Linked DNA regions of Canis lupus: region 1 is linked to region 2. A link is a contact called in public Hi-C data. All regions are on one chromosome and are shown on one strand. Each heading gives the region's core, a stretch centred on a gene start, on an enhancer-like site or on the middle of the called end of the contact. The rest is flanking DNA. Distances are from core to core; before and after follow the strand shown. Region 1 holds the start of CCND2 (G1/S-specific cyclin-D2). Region 2 holds the start of PARP11 (protein mono-ADP-ribosyltransferase PARP11).

Evidence for each region. Hi-C and Micro-C count contacts between places; a contact is called where the count stands out from the background.
Region 1: a contact with region 2 is called in a Hi-C map of blood, with 4 times the contacts expected there. The contact joins the promoter of CCND2 here to the promoter of PARP11 in region 2. A contact is called at or near these places in 4 of 9 Hi-C or Micro-C datasets (amygdala and blood).

Annotation. Positions count from the first base shown.
Region 1 is chr27:5,498,112-5,502,863 of UU_Cfam_GSD_1.0, reverse strand. It overlaps CCND2 (G1/S-specific cyclin-D2), which reads right to left and starts at 3,229. Exons shown (of 5, transcript XM_038576513.1): 1 at 2,724-3,229; 2 at 699-914. The coding sequence starts at 2,918.
Region 2 is chr27:5,058,783-5,063,297 of UU_Cfam_GSD_1.0, reverse strand. PARP11 (protein mono-ADP-ribosyltransferase PARP11) reads left to right here and starts at 1,535. Exons shown (of 9, transcript XM_038576511.1): 1 at 1,535-1,749.

The DNA.
Region 1 (4,752 bases), core at 1,980-4,479, 440 kb before region 2:
TAAGACCGGGTGGGAAAAAGGTTTGTTGCCAGAAAACCAGTCAAGACAGGACCCTTGTCATGGCAAAGAGGTCACAGCCCCGCTGGAGCTAGGAACCCAGGCTTCAGATTCCTCCAATAAAAAGGCCAAATTTTGACTCGGCTCCAAAGTCAATGAGCTGATATTTAGTTAACAGCTACTATGTACAGGTATCTTGAGAGTTTATCCATTGATGTTACCTTTGAACTGTAGATTCTTAGGACACACAGGACAACACACTCCTATCATGTGGGCACATTCCTACCATGTGAGAAGTCGAACTATTTTCTTAGAATTCAGTGGATGAAAATTTGAATTTAATTAAAATGTTATCACTGTGTTCCAGGTTTCCCCTACACACACATACACACACAAACACACACACACACACACACACAGGCACAACTGTAATTGAATTTCACCGACACAACAAATGTCTTGGGGTATCTGGGTATCTTATTCCTGGATGTAGCCTCAGTGCTTAGTATAGTGCCTGGCACACAGTAGGAACACACACAAAAAAAATTTGTATTTAAAGCGTTATTTCCGGGAAGTGTGAAAATTCCAGCAGTGTGGTAATTTGGGATCCAAAGGATTTGTTTGGGGAGCAGGAGGTAGAAGCTCGCCAGGCCTGGAGAGAGCAAAGAAGGAAGGAGGAATAGAAAGGAGATTGTCATTACCAGCAGCTCCTGAGGCTTGATGGAGTTGTCAGTGTAAATGCACAACTTCTCTGCGGTCAGAGGGATAGTCTCTTTAAGTTTGGAGGCCAGGAACATGCAGACAGCACCCAGGAGCTGCAGATGGGTCTTAGGAGTTGGGACCCCGGCCAAGAAGCGATCCAGGTAATTCATGGCCAAAGGGAAGACCTCCTCTTCGCACTTCTGTTCCTCACAGACCTAAGATGGGAGCGGGAATGGGTTGGGTGGGGGTGGTTGGAGGGAAGAATATCAGGAAAACACACATACACAAAAAAAGAAATGAAAAGGCATAACCTATGGAAAGAAGCAAAAATATTTAATTTTTCAGCGGGGAGGGGGAGGGGAGTAGACTATGTGATAAGAATAAAGATGAGGAAAACGGGGTAAATCTAAATGGTCGGTGCTGGGGTACTCCCCAGGAACGTAAGAGAGAGTTGAACTGAAGATCCGAACCGAGGAGGCAAACAAATGCGCAGTAGCCGCCAGGCTCGGCGACGCTCCCTTTGGCTACTGACTTCTTTGCTCCCTCTAACTCACTCACACTCTCTTTTTTGGATTTCGTCATCTTTTCAAAAAATCAATAAAAATATTCTGGAGGCTCCGGGGGTCTTCTTCTTGGTCTCATTCGGAGCCCCGGACCCTGCTCTATCATTCCCGACAATTGAAAAAAATGTCCGGGGGCGTCCTTGCGGCCCAGGCGCCGCTATTGGGGGGGTGGGTGGGGAGAGGTGGGGAAGAGAGGGGGAGGGAGGAGAAGAGGAAGAGCCGCAGCCTCGGCGGCGGACTCGGAGCCTGGGGAGACGGTTTCAAAAAATAATTAAAAATCGAGGAAATATCCTAGAAAAGCCCTTTTGGCGTGAAAACCCCACAGAGGAACCAGGCTTCCCGAAACGGAGATTTCGGGTGCCGGAAAGGTCTGTATCTCAACCCCTGGGGCTTTGGATCCCGAGGGGAAAGTTGGAGGGGTGAGCGCCGCGGCGGGAGTGTCCGTCCGGCTGCGGCCCGCAAGGGCAGAAACCGGGGACCGTGGTGAGGAGCCGGGGGAAAGGCGAGGAGCGGGGCGCCGCCGGAGAGCACCCGGGGCTCTGACCTCTCCGTTGGGGGCGCCCCGACATCCCCCCTACACACACCTCCTCCCCCCTTCCTACCCCACCCAAATCTCCGCACCGAGAAAACTGGAAAGCCAAACTGTAAGTAACCTTCGTGAGGTGGGGGCTGGGGGAGAGGGTACTATTGCAAGTGGGGGGGCCGGGCTAACGGGGTGCGGGGGGCGAGCGGGCAACGCTTTCCAGCCTTTCCAGCCGGAGTTTGCAAAGCAACATGGCGAAACCACGGCAGGTCCAGAGCCGTGCATACGTGGGCACACGGCTCGCTCGGCAAAGATTTGGAGCAAGGGTAAAGAAGTGGTTCTTTTGGGTTCCCCTAAAACACACGTTTCTTCATTGCGACTTCCGGGGCTCCTGAATTCTCCGTTTCTCTCCTCCTCTCTCCTCCCCCCCTCCTCCCCCCCCCCCCCCCCAAGTGCCAACGCGGAGTCGCAACCACATGCGGGGACCTGAGGCTAGGACGATTTTGCTCTGGCCTTTGGGGGGCTGCTCTTTTTTACTTTGGGGCCCCGATTCCACGCTCCCACTCCCAGCTTCACTGCACCGAAAGCAGCCGCAGCTTCGCAAAAGACAGATCAGGATGGGGGTGGGAAGAAGAGGCAGCCACATGCAGGCACACGCGCGCGGGATGCTCCCCCACCCCCGCCCCAGGACAGTCTCGTTTCTCCCAGATTTTCCTCCTCCCCCCCTCCCCTCCCCCAGTTCTTCTAGCATCCTGCAGGGAACAGAAATGAAGCCACGCGTCTCGCCAAAGGGCGAGGGGTAACCTCGCGCGCGGGAGTGCGGAGGCGAGCGCGGATCCTGCCATCTCCCAGTTTTAGGGTCCCTGCGCTGGGGGCGGGGGTGGGGAGCGTGGGCGTCTATCCGGATGGGGACAGACGGAGTCCGTCTGCAGACCTACCTCCAGCATCCAGGTGGCCACCATCCTGCGCATGTAGGGCTGGATGTCCTTCTGCACGCATTTGAAGTAGGAGCACTGGGGAAGGTAGCGCTCCTCGATGGTGAGCAAGTTCTGCAAAACGCGGTCGTCGTAGAGCAGGTTGGCGTCCGGCACGGCCCTGCGGACCGGGTCCACCTCGCAGCACAGCAGCTCCATGGCCAGTCGGGTACCCGCTCGCTCCCCTGCTTTCTCCGGACTGGAAAAGTTGGGGGGTTTTGAAGGGGGGAGGGGAGAGGGTTCCCCTTACCTCCTTCCTTTGGCTAAATAGGGGGTTTTCGAGAGAAAAGTTATGGGGCAGAGAGAGACAGAGGCTGGGGAGAAGAGAGGAGAGGGAAGGGCGCTGGGAGAGGAGAGCCTCGGGGGCTGCTAACTCTGCCTGCCCTCCCCTTCAAACTTGTCTCGCTCTCCCCTGCTCGCTCTTCTCTGCTCTGCGAGGCAGTGACGCAAACTGGCTGGGCAGTTAGTTCTCCTCCCTCTCGCCTCGCTCCCCTCTCCGGTTCCTCCTCCCCTTCCCTCCCCTCTCGTCCCTCCCCTCCTCCTTTCAATCTCTCCGTCCCTCCCTCCCTTTCCCCTCTTGTTATTTAGGAGAACAGCAGCTGGCCCGACCTAACTTCAAACGCGGTCCCCCGCCCCCCCACCCCTCTCCTTAGCTCTCCGAGGCCCTTTCCCTCTATCCAGCCCTGCATGCCAGGGGCCCCGAATAGGGGAACCCACAAAAAAACCCCACCGATTCCTACTTATTCCCTCTAATTTCGCACATTCTGTGGGCGTATCGTGCCAAGTACGACCCTCCAACTTTGGCTTTCTCAAAATTGACCTTTCCATTCCTGCCCATGCATGTAAGATCCGAGAATGACGAGTGGATCACTTGAAGATGGGGTGGGCTCCTGCAATTTATAAGCAGATCCCTTAAGTGAAGAATAAGGAGGGCGATTTTAGAAAATAGCAACCTCGGATATCCAGAGATAAAGATTCTGTCCCGGACGTTTGAGCTCCTGGATCACTTCGGGCTGTTTCAAAAGCCCGATTAAAGGGGCCAGAACAACGCCCCCCCACCCCACCCCGCCTGTGTGTGCGAAGAGGAAGGAGAGGAAGGGGTGGGTGTTAGGAGGGAGGGGGCGGCTTCTCCGACGTGATAGAATGTGACCCTGAAGCAGAAACCCTCCCCTTCTTGGGGGCGCTACAGGCGCCACGGGGAGCAGGAGAGAAGAGGTCTGGGCTGCCGCAGGCTGGGGGGGGGGGGGCAGGGCTACCATCGGTTCTTCCGCGGCCCGCGGCCACGCAGGAAAAACCCGCTTCCTCGCCCCTGCATCTGCTGACAAGCCGCCCGAGGTGTCTGCGCCGAGCGTGGCCACACTGATACAGCTTTCTAGGAAATAGCCCGGGAGGGGGAGGGGAGGAGAGGGGGGCGAGGGAGGGATTAGGTTTGGCTCCCCCTCTCTCCCCCTGCGCAAACAACACCACCCCTTCCTTTCCTCGGAGGCCCGAGACTTCCATCCTGTGTCCTCCGCTGGCATCCTCGCCGACCCCTCCGGGTTCATGCCTCACCCGCCAGCCAGGGCTTTCTCCCCGGGAGCCGGGTTGCGGTGGGGACGCTGCCAGCGCAGTCGGCTCCGACATGTGCTCTAACGCATCCCCGGGTCAAGGCTGCTTTTACAGGGGATATGGTGGCGTTTCCTCACCTTCTTCCTCCCCCCCCGCCCCCCTCCCCCGGGTTTCAGTGTAATTTCACTTGGGGGGGAAGGGGAGAGAGCCCAGCGCCCCCGGCAAGTTGGCGGAGCTGGCACGTGCAGGGAGCATGGCGTGGGTCAGGGCTCGGGACACACCGTGGTCAACCGAGCGCCTCCTTCGCGGAGGCCGGGGGCCCGAACCGGGGTGTGGAGAGCTGGCGGGGAGGGGGGGCTGGGTGAGCTGTACACTCGGTTCCCTGAAAGGAGCGGGGGGAGTGGAATAGGGAAGGCGGGGAGTGAATAAACCAGAGGTGCTAGCG
Region 2 (4,515 bases), core at 286-2,785:
CTGAGGTGAAAGCATCAGATGCTTCACCAACTGAGCCACCCCAAGTGCCTCCGAACAATTCCATTTATAATAATTAATTCCAAGGAGGTAAATGTACAGAAATGTCTGTACAAGAATGTTCACAGAATAATAAAAAATTGAAAACCACCTAAGTATCTATCACAACGGATTATTTCAAATGTGTGTGTGTGATTCACATACAAATCATGGGATGCCATGAGTCTACTTTTTATGTATCGGAGTGAAGGCTATCCATATGATATATATTCTTTAAGATTTTATTTATTTACTCATGAGAGACACACAGAGAGAGAGAGAGGGGCAGAGACGCAGGCAGAGGGAGAAGCAGGCTCCATGCAAGGAGCTTGATGCAGGACTGGATCCCTGGACCCCAGGATCGCGACCTGAGCCAGAGGCAGACGCTCAACCACTGAGGTACGCAGGCATCCCTGTCCCTATGATATTAAGTGAAAGAATCAGGTTCTAAATCTGCAGGAATTCCTTGATCATTTTTAAAAATGTGTGCAGCTATAGAAAAGCTCAGAAAGATATATGACAGTTTCCTTTTCCTTTCCCCTGAGTAGATTCTATTCCTTTGCCTAGAAGATTCTCCCCATTTCTTGGGAGTTACTTGATAAAGATAAAGAGCTCTTTATCCAAGTAACTCCAATAAGTACGTCCTTGAGGTCTTAGCCTAAGCTCTGTAGAGGGACGACAGGAAAGCAGACACCCTGTCCCAGATGAACATAGTCTCATAAAACCCTGTACTTGCCATGCTACCTACAAACCCTACTGCACCTTTTTATTTATCTCTATTACTTGTTTTTTTGCTTTTTCTCCCCTAGACTCTAAGCTCCATGAGGGCATGGACTGCGGGTAGGTCCTGTGCTCCACAGCCCGCCTCGGGGGCTGGGAAGTAATTGTCGCTTATTGAGTTCTTACTGCACGCCAGATACTGTGGTTGGTTTTCTTCTTTTTCTTTTTCTTTCTTTTTTTTTTTTTGAGATTTTATTTACTTATTCATGAGAGGCACAGACAGAGATAGAGAGAGGCAGAGACGCAGGCCGAGGGAGGAGCAGGCTCCTGGCTGAGCAGGGAGCCTAACTCAGAATGTGACACCGGGACCTTAGGATGATGACGTCAGCCCAAGGCAGACGCTTAACCTACCGAGCTACCCAAGCATCCCTGTATTCCATAGGTTTTTAAAAAGATTTCACTTATTTATTCACGAGAGACGCAGAGATGCAGAGACGAGATTTAGAATTGGGAGGTTGGGAGGTTTGTCCCCAAGCCCCGCGGACATGAATCCCTGGGCCCGTGGGACTCCTGGCCGCTACCCGGATCGGGGAACACCGGAGGAACTGCAGCGGGGCTCGAGGACCGCTTGGCGGGGAGAGACCACCCGGAGGGCAGCGGGAGGACGAGCCCCTTCGGTCCCCCGACGGCCCCGGCAGCACAAGCCCCGCCCACCGGCCCGGAAGGCCGCGGCTGCGGCAGGACGAGCTTCCGGGGCGGGGCGGGGCCAGCGCTGGTTGGCCGGCCTCGGGCGGAAGTCGGGAGGGTCGGTGGTCCGAAGACGCTGGCTTGTCACGGGGCGGGGTAGAAGGACGGCCTGCGTAGAGGTTGCCTCTCCATCCCTCCGCACCCCGGGGCCCTCGGAAAAAACCCAACACCCCGACCCCGCGGCTAGCCCCTTCCCCCAGGCTCTCTCCGCTCGATTTCGCCACCGTTATGTGGGAAGCGAATCCGGTGAGTAGCCGGGCGGGACGGGGCGGACCCAATGGGCGGGGTATAGGGGAGAGGGCGGGAGGGGGTTCCCGGGAACTGCTCCCCCTCACCCGCTTCGGGCCGGGTGTTGAGTTCCGGGGCCGCGAAGATCCTGGCCCTCGGGTCTCCGACAGCCCCTGGCTCTCGAGCGGCGCAGATGGCCCCGCGGGCTCCCCGGCGCTTAGAGCCCTCTGTGATTTATTTGAGTCGCTGTGGTTTCTCCGCCTTTGTGTTTTGCTTCCTCGTCGGAGTTGCGGGGCTTGGCGGTCGCCCCTCTCCCTGGCCTCAGCTGCACCTGCCGGCGCCTCCTGCATCTGGAGGCCGGTGTCCGGCGTGGGCCTCGGGGGCGCCGTCCTTCCCTTTCCCTTCTCACAGCCCTTCAGTGGACGGACCACCTTCCTTCCAGACGCGGGGGCCGGGGGTGCGCTCCGACCTCTCGACGGTGGCCTGCTTAGGTGTTCTTTTCTTCCAGTGGACAGAACTGATGACCTGGACCTTTCGGCTGCACACCCCACCCCGTCCCTTCCCCTCTTGTTTGACTCCGGTGTTTGCACCGAGCCTGCCTGCGTCTTGGTCGGCTTTGCTTTTATGCATCCACGGACTGTGAAGCTCTCGCTAGGGGGGAAGTGCCCAGAGCCAGGGCAGGTGCCACCTCAGGCCTTGACTGGGGTGATGGCAGAGCCCCTCCCTGCGAGTTGTTGGGCCGAGTCTGTGAGCTGCCCGCAGGCCCAGGCCGAGATAACTGCCCCGGTTCGTGTTCATGCCTGAGACGCTCTTTTGCTGCGGTCAGCACTGACGCCCCCCGCCCCCCCCCCCCCCCCCCCCCCCCCCCCACTTCTGGAATATAGTTCCGGAAGACTGGGAGAGTCTGTCAGTGAATTCTGTTACGTTTTAGGTTTTTGTCCGGCAGAAACTAGTCTGTTGGTTTGCCTTTGTTGCTTACACAGGGTGGTGGCATCCCAGTCTTTGTGTAACTGCTCATCATCGAAGTTTTTTTTGTTTTTTGTTTTGTTCCTACCTATAATCCCGCACTATCAGGCCACATCAGAGGAAAGTGATTGCTGGTATTTGATGTCAGCAAAAGTAACTTAGAATCATGAGGATGGGCTTCCTGCTTTTGGATGGTTTCACTGTCATCAGCAATCTTGGTTTTGTAGCATCGTACGTGTATGTGTGTATGTACATATGTGCATCTGCTGTGTGTGTTTTCAGTCTTTATTAGCAGTCCCTTTTGTCTTGGTTTCTCCATAACAGATTTTTTAGTCACCTAGGTGATGTCTTGCTCAAAGGCACGTATTTCAAAAAAAAAAAAATTCTTCACTATATTGTAAGCTCCCCGTGGGCAGGGCCTTTGTCGCCTGTTTTGTTTACTTGGTATCTTCAGGCTAGAGTAGAGAGCCTGGCACTTAGGAGGCTCTCGGTAAATATTTGTTGAGTTAGCAAAGGGGACTGGATTAGTACTGGAGACAGTCCTTTGCTCCTACTGTTCATTCTCCCTCCTCCATCACTTATACATTAGCGCTCACTGTGGGGTCATTTGTACGTTTGTGAGGATTATGAAGATGTTAGTGAGTATCTCATGCATTTGGTTTATTATAGCATCATCTCATTTCTTTGTAAGGAATGCTGCTGCTGCTTCTGTCGGCACCCTAACAATTTTGCTTGATTTCACTAGAGCAAACAGACTTTTGTTGATAGTGGTGAACCTTCCACATGTAATCCCACATTGTTCTTTCGACCCTTACCCTTACTGTGCTACCCTAATATGTCTTAATGCTACGGGGTTTCCTTACTGACACTGGTTTCCTTCCTATGAACATATCAATCCTACCAATAAGGACAGTTCAGTTTTTAAAAATACAGTCAGCATTCTCTCTTTGTGTTTCTCTGGTAATTTGTTAGTTTATATTGGTGGATGGGCATCTGGACAGTTTGTCCAGCTGTGTTCATGGAATGAAAATTAGTTTTAATGTTACCCTAAGCCAGACACTTAGGAATTTAAAACAAACCAACCAACCACAATGTATCCTGAAGATAAATGCAGATAACATTTGCATTACCCATCAACTGAAATTGTTTGCCATTTCTTACCATTGAGTGAGATAATAAATTCTACTTTGTGAAGGAAGGCCCTGTGAGCTGCTTGAATTGAAGACTTCTGCCTGGTTTCTCCCTGTGTATTTTTGGTGACATCTATGGCCTTAATATACCACCTATGAGCTGCAGATATATCTCTTATTGCAAATATACCTTCTGTATGATACTGTATTCTACTCACAAGTGGCTTTAGGAAAATGTTATGCTGATATGGGCCATCGTAATACTCAGACGCAGCTGCCCCTTCCAAGTGAAACAGAAAAGGAAAAGTCTATATTGCATGGTTTGAGTTTGGAAAACCACCACTGAGCTTGCAACATTTCCTTGGGGGAGAAACCTAAAACAGGATAACCAAAGAGTTATAAACTTTGTCTCAGTACAAAATTTTATCTTTCAAGACAGTCATGTGGTCAGTGATATCTAGTCAAGCTTTTCACTGACCAGGCACCTTGAGGCAAGCATAATGTCCGTGCCAAGGCAGATCTGATTGGCAGAAGCGGCAGGCACACTCAGTTCTGATAAGAGCTCTCGGCAGTTCTCCATCCATCTGAGGGAGGGAGCCCTGACTTATGTACCCCCATTAAAAAAAGGTGCAAAAATCTGTAGAAAGGAATTGCCAACACTGCCTTAACTGTGTATACTGTGACTTTA